Regions from separate parts of the Zea mays genome. Here region 2 is linked to region 1. The links are chromatin contacts, called in public Hi-C maps. All regions are on one chromosome and are shown on one strand. The core of a region is the stretch at or near the end of the contact, and the rest is flanking DNA. Distances in the headings are between cores, read along the strand shown. Region 1 holds the start of LOC103651811 (LEAF RUST 10 DISEASE-RESISTANCE LOCUS RECEPTOR-LIKE PROTEIN KINASE-like 2.1). Region 2 holds the start of LOC100281606.

Region 1 (2,700 bases), core at 65-2,564:
CCCATGTATCTCTTTTCCTTTACCTCTGGCTCTGGCCAATGGGACAAAGGACCATACAACCACTCTCTGAAACGACACTTACGCCACCCGTATGGCTGCAAGAGAAAAAATTAGTAATTTATTGTAAATAAAAACTAGTTCATACATTTAGCGTATCAATGGGCTCACATAATCAATGTTCGGACAACAGAACTGCTTGTCATAGTCTTCGTCGATGACAGCACGGTCTCCACAATCGCATCGAGGCGGTGAGTCCATCCGTCTTTCTGTTGCTACCTCCTTCTCCGCATCCGTCATTGGTGGAGGATTCGGGGGAGGAGGTACCCAACGCTTAAAACGCTCATGAGTGGTCCTTCCACTCAACCAATTAACGAAAAGAAGATATCGAGGGTCAAATTTATCAGGACCATCGATCCACTGGAAAAAGAAACACCTCTGATGTCCCTAAAATAATTGAAAGATGCACTATTACATATCTACAAAATAATGAATGCGAACAAAATTAAGTGACAAGTCATAAGCTACGTACGTCCAAAGTGCCACAAAGGTAGTAGCAGCGAGCAGCCGTGTCTGGATGTTGTGATTGATGTACCCAAGCCAGTCTGCCACAGTCACAGTTAGGCACGGGGAGTTCAGGAGGAACAGGAGCATCCTTACTAGATACGTCCGGATATAACTCCCGAGGACGACCTCTCTTCTGCCACAACGCCTCTCGGTACATGTCTTTCATCTAATAAACGATTATAATTATCACTTGTACCTATTATGCTTTATAATAAGTTTACACAAACTAATAATCGAAATGATAATATAATAGGTGTATACAAATTATTAAACTAAAAACCTAATATACAAACGAATCAGTTCGAATTCATACCTTGGTCTACGAAGTGAACCAACTCAAATCTTTGAATCCAGGAAATTTTGACGAAGTTTGGAAATGAGATGAAATGAGCTGCTCTCGGCCAGCCGCGGGGGCGTTTTTATAGGAATTCGTAGCTCGGCGCCAAGATCTGTGGCGCCGAGCTACGAGGCCGCGCCGCCGCCACGTCAGCGCCAGGTCAGCCCTGGACGCAGCTAGCCGTTGCGGCCACGTCACAGCTCGGCGCCATAGGCTGTGGCGCCGAGCTGTGTTAGCTCGGCGCCACAGGCTATGGCGCCGTGCTAAGGATCCAAAACTGCATTTAAAATTTTTGTAGGTCTAAACGTGAATTTATTTCTGTTTAAGGGGCTAAAATACAAAAAATTCGGGACTGCCGTGCTCTTGCCATCACTAGTTGTCCACACTGTAGCCTTCTTGCTACAGCTTTCAATGGGTACTTCCCAAACAACAGAGCCTGAACAACAAGGCTGCTCGCCCAAGGCATGCGGGAGCCTGAACATCTCGTACCCGTTCTGGCTGGAGGAGCCAGGGCAGCCGCCGTGCGGGTCGCCGCCCTTCCAGCTCAAGTGCAACAGCAGCGGCGCGTTCCTGACCCACTCCATGTTCCAGGCGTACCGGGTGGTCAACATCTTCAACGAGAACAACTCTCTGCACGTGGTGGACGAGAACCTGCCACTCGCCGCCGGCTGCCCGGCGCCGTGCTTCAACATCTCGATCGCCATGGAGTTCATGGGGGCGTTCGCCGTCAGCAGAGCCAACAGCGAGCTCCGGTTCCTCTCCCGATGCGACGAGCCGGTGCCGGAGGCTCTGCTCTGCCTGGGTTCCAGCGCATGCCCTGCGACAACTCCTCGTTCGTCGGGTTTAGACGGCGGTTCGGGAGCTACAGCTACAGAGAGCACGGGGCGGGGGCGGCAACACCGCCGGGCTCGGGCTGCCTTGTCGCCGTCATGCCTACCGTCCCGCCGCCAGACCGGGACAGCAGGCACAACTACGTCGCGGGCCTGAGGAACGGATTTCTCCTCGAGTGGACGGCGGTCTCGGGGGATTGCTCCAAGTGCACTGCAAGCGGCGGGGAATGCATGTACCCTGCCAACGGCCTGGCTTTCTCCTGCAATTGCCCAGACGGCATACATTACCCAGTGAGCTGCGGTGAGTACAAGTTAATCCAAATTACTATGCCACGCTCCATATATAGGTTAGTTCATCGATACCTTTCTTCGGCAGACTGTAGGAAGAATCAAGTCAAGTGACGGCTCTTAAGCAGCCATAAAAAATATTTTTTAGTGAAGCATTTCCCATGTCTGTCAGAGGAGCAACTCCAAGCCTAAAGTTGGGTCCTAGAAGTCGAATTAAGACACGATTCAAGTTATTTAGGACCTAACAAATTTGTTTTACTCCAACAGTGAGCCTTATAATCACTTTATTATTTAGTTAATCCTAGTTTATTCGGTGGATTTGACGGCAGCATTTTGGCGCCTTGACGCTAAAACGATTTGGGCAGAGCCATGGGCATCCATTCGGCCACACCCCACACCCATCACGCAGCAACGCCGGCGTGTGACCCTGCATGTTTAGCCGGGGTTTGGGGCGGGGGGTTTTGGCTAGCGGCAAGAGACCATGGCGAATCAACCCAGCTTTACGTGATCCTACACATCCATCAACAGAGCAACACCAGTAGAGGCAGACAGTAATAAAGATAAACCTGGATCACGAGAAACCCAAAGACAAATGTTGGTCATGCACTCATGCATAGGATCTGTAGGCTGCAGCAACCAGAAACCAACATAAGACCTGGGGTCCAAGATGTCTCAGAGCCT
Region 2 (2,700 bases), core at 78-2,577, 240 kb before region 1:
AAAACCCCCCTCCTGCTTCTGACCCCCAAAAAAAAAAACACTCGGCCACTAGATTTCTAGAGGCGGTTCAGAGTTCCAAGTATAGGAACTGACCATTTCAATTTTCAAATGGTGCCGGCTATAGATTAGTCGTAGGAGAAGAAGTTGCATTGATGATTGAGGATGCATCTGAATTCTAGCTGCCCTTGTTCTCCAGCAAAAAAATAATAGTAAAAAAATACAGCCAGCTTTCATTGGGTTTTTTTTCTTTGGCGCCTCAAATGAAAAATACTTCAGACTTAAGACAACTAGCTGTTTCATTTTCGTTAGTTTTAAGTGAAATGGAAATTCTTTGAGCATCTTGTTTAAATTCGAAATCACAATAACGGGAGAAACGTGTTGCTCTCGGCTCTCGCTCGATCAAAAACAGCTCAGTGCGGTGGGAGCTAGCATTGCAGGGTAAAGGATTCAATTAGCTGATAGAGTTTGCTTACCGCGAGAGCGTCGGCAGGGTCTCCCGTCGCGGCAGATGCACTGGAACGAAATATCGGGGAATCTGCACTCCCCGCCGCGCTCCTTGCACTCGTCGCATTCCGCCGTCGACCTCGGCGGCCACTCCAGCAGGAACCCTTCCCCGATCAGCTCCGAGTAGTTCAGCCGACGACCGGGCTCCGTTCCGCGCTCGATCCAGCGCACCGGCACGCTCACGCTGCTGCAGTTGATCGAACCGAGCGGCTCGGTGGTGTCGTCGTCGGAGGTGTACGCCCCCATAGTAGTGTTGTCGCACGCCGGCTGCAGCCGGAGCCGCGGAGGGACGTCGCAGCCGTAGACGAAGGTGAGGTTCCTGTTGGCGGCGCTGATGTAGACGGGCAGGAGCGCGAGGCTGGCGGACACGTTGAAGTCGGGCACGCGGCACCCGCCGTCGCCGGCGAAGGTGGCCTGGACGGCCATCACCAGGGAGCTGTTGCCGTAGAATATGTGGAGGACGCGGTAGAGGCGGTCCCTGAACGTCCTGCTGAGGTACGTGCGGTTGGCGGCGGCGTCGCACGTCAGCTGGAAGGCCGGGAAGCCGCAGTAGATTGGGTGCGCGCCCACGAGCGAGAACGGGTACGTGATGGTCAGCCCCCCGCACCGCGCCGGCGCGCAGCCCGTGCCGTTGCCGCCGCTGGTCGTCTGGTTGGTGTTGGTATTGGTGTCGGCGGCGGCGGCCGTGGCTGAGCCTAAGCGCGGGAAGGCGGAGAGGAGGAGCAGCAGCGCCGCCGCCACCACGGCGGTGGTCTGCATCGTGAGGACTGAGGAAGGAAAGGATAGGTGGTGGTTCTAGTTCTGGTTGGCGTCTGTCTGCCCGGTGGCCGGTGGGCGGGTGGTGGAGTGGACTGCGGAGGTTGTGAAAAAAGAGGGCGTCTGACGCACGCAGCTGCTGCGGTCATGGTCAGATACTTGGACCGGAATTTGTTCCCAGGACAGGACAGTTCCGCCATGCACTTGCCAGCCACAGAAACCTCAGCGGCCGGGCATCCTCTGCTGCTGCTGCGGCCGCCATGGGCGATCGGATCGGGCCACGGAGGCGGCACAAGAAAGAGCCGTTGGATGGAACGTAGCAGAGGGTCTCAAACCGTGAGCATCGAATCCTCGTGTCCGGCTCCTGTTAGCTGTCTGCCTTTGGAGAGATGAAGGCTGAAGGATCCGGGAAGCCAAAAGAGTGTTCGTCCGTGGCTCCGTGCATGATGATATGCCCGCAGCACCGCCACCAATCGTGGACAACTACATGACCATCGCAGTGTTAACATGGCATCTGCTTTTGCTAAAACGCAGGTCTGCAGCGTCCGGTATATGCTCCTGGAGCAATGCTTCCCCCAGACCCCCACCACTACCAAACGTCGCCACAGTCAGCTAGGCCTGTTCTTCGGATAACGTTGTAATTTATAAAGATAAAAAATACTGTAGAATTAATAGAAGGTTATAGATTAAAACCAGTAGAACGAACAGAATAATCTAGCATCCGGGCGTGGGCCTGCCTGTGGCCAGCGATTCCTCGCTTGGTCACTGGATGGACTAGAAAACCGTGCACACCAGGCATGCGATCTTGATTTCTAAGGGCCTGATTGGTTGCCGTATCTAGGCAGCATGGCCGAGCGAGCCAGGTCCGCGGCAGCCTGGCTGTGCATCGCGTGAGCCTGGCTCCACAGATGCGCAGATTTTGGTCGCATCTCCAGAGCCTGGCCCGAGCTCCTTTTTTGCATCGCGAGACACAGGCGCTGATGCATATGCGGCAAACCAAACAAGCGGCAAAGTAGCACGCGCCTGGTTACGTGGATGCAACATACAACCAAACACACTACGGCCGCATACCGTGAGTCTGATTGGCCTATATGCGGGCAACCAATCAGGCCCTAAGTCTCCGTCTCCGTCACCTTTCCCGTGGAAGCGACGGCGCCGCGGCAGCGGCACGCCAATGCGGTTTGTTTACTTGATTTTCCACACGCGCATCTGCAGCCGCTCACCCGCTCGCCCCTCCTGGCTCTGCTTCCGCGCGGCGAAAAATCTCTCCGGGTCTAGTGTCCAGACCGCCGTTGCCATGCGACTCGCCCTGGCGTTCGTGTCCACATTTTCTTTTGGAAATGCATGTCCTTCTAGATAGATGATGGTAATCCAATGATAGTAGGCCGGTTTGCAAGGGCTCTTGGCGGCTCGAGCTTTTTGCTGGAGCCCTCCCAAGTG

What was found. A called contact is a pair of places that touch in the nucleus more often than the background predicts.
Region 2: a contact with region 1 is called in a Hi-C map of tassel, with 2.6 times the contacts expected there. The contact joins the promoter of LOC100281606 here to the promoter of LOC103651811 in region 1. A contact is called at or near these places in 2 of 25 Hi-C or Micro-C datasets (ear and tassel).

Annotation. Positions count from the first base shown.
Region 1 is chr3:20,102,328-20,105,027 of Zm-B73-REFERENCE-NAM-5.0, reverse strand. It overlaps LOC103651811 (LEAF RUST 10 DISEASE-RESISTANCE LOCUS RECEPTOR-LIKE PROTEIN KINASE-like 2.1), which reads left to right and starts at 1,314. Exons shown (of 4, transcript XM_035966157.1): 1 at 1,314-2,032. The coding sequence starts at 1,366.
Region 2 is chr3:20,344,964-20,347,663 of Zm-B73-REFERENCE-NAM-5.0, reverse strand. It overlaps LOC100281606, which reads right to left and starts at 1,327. Exons shown (of 4, transcript NM_001371786.1): 1 at 474-1,327. The coding sequence starts at 1,263.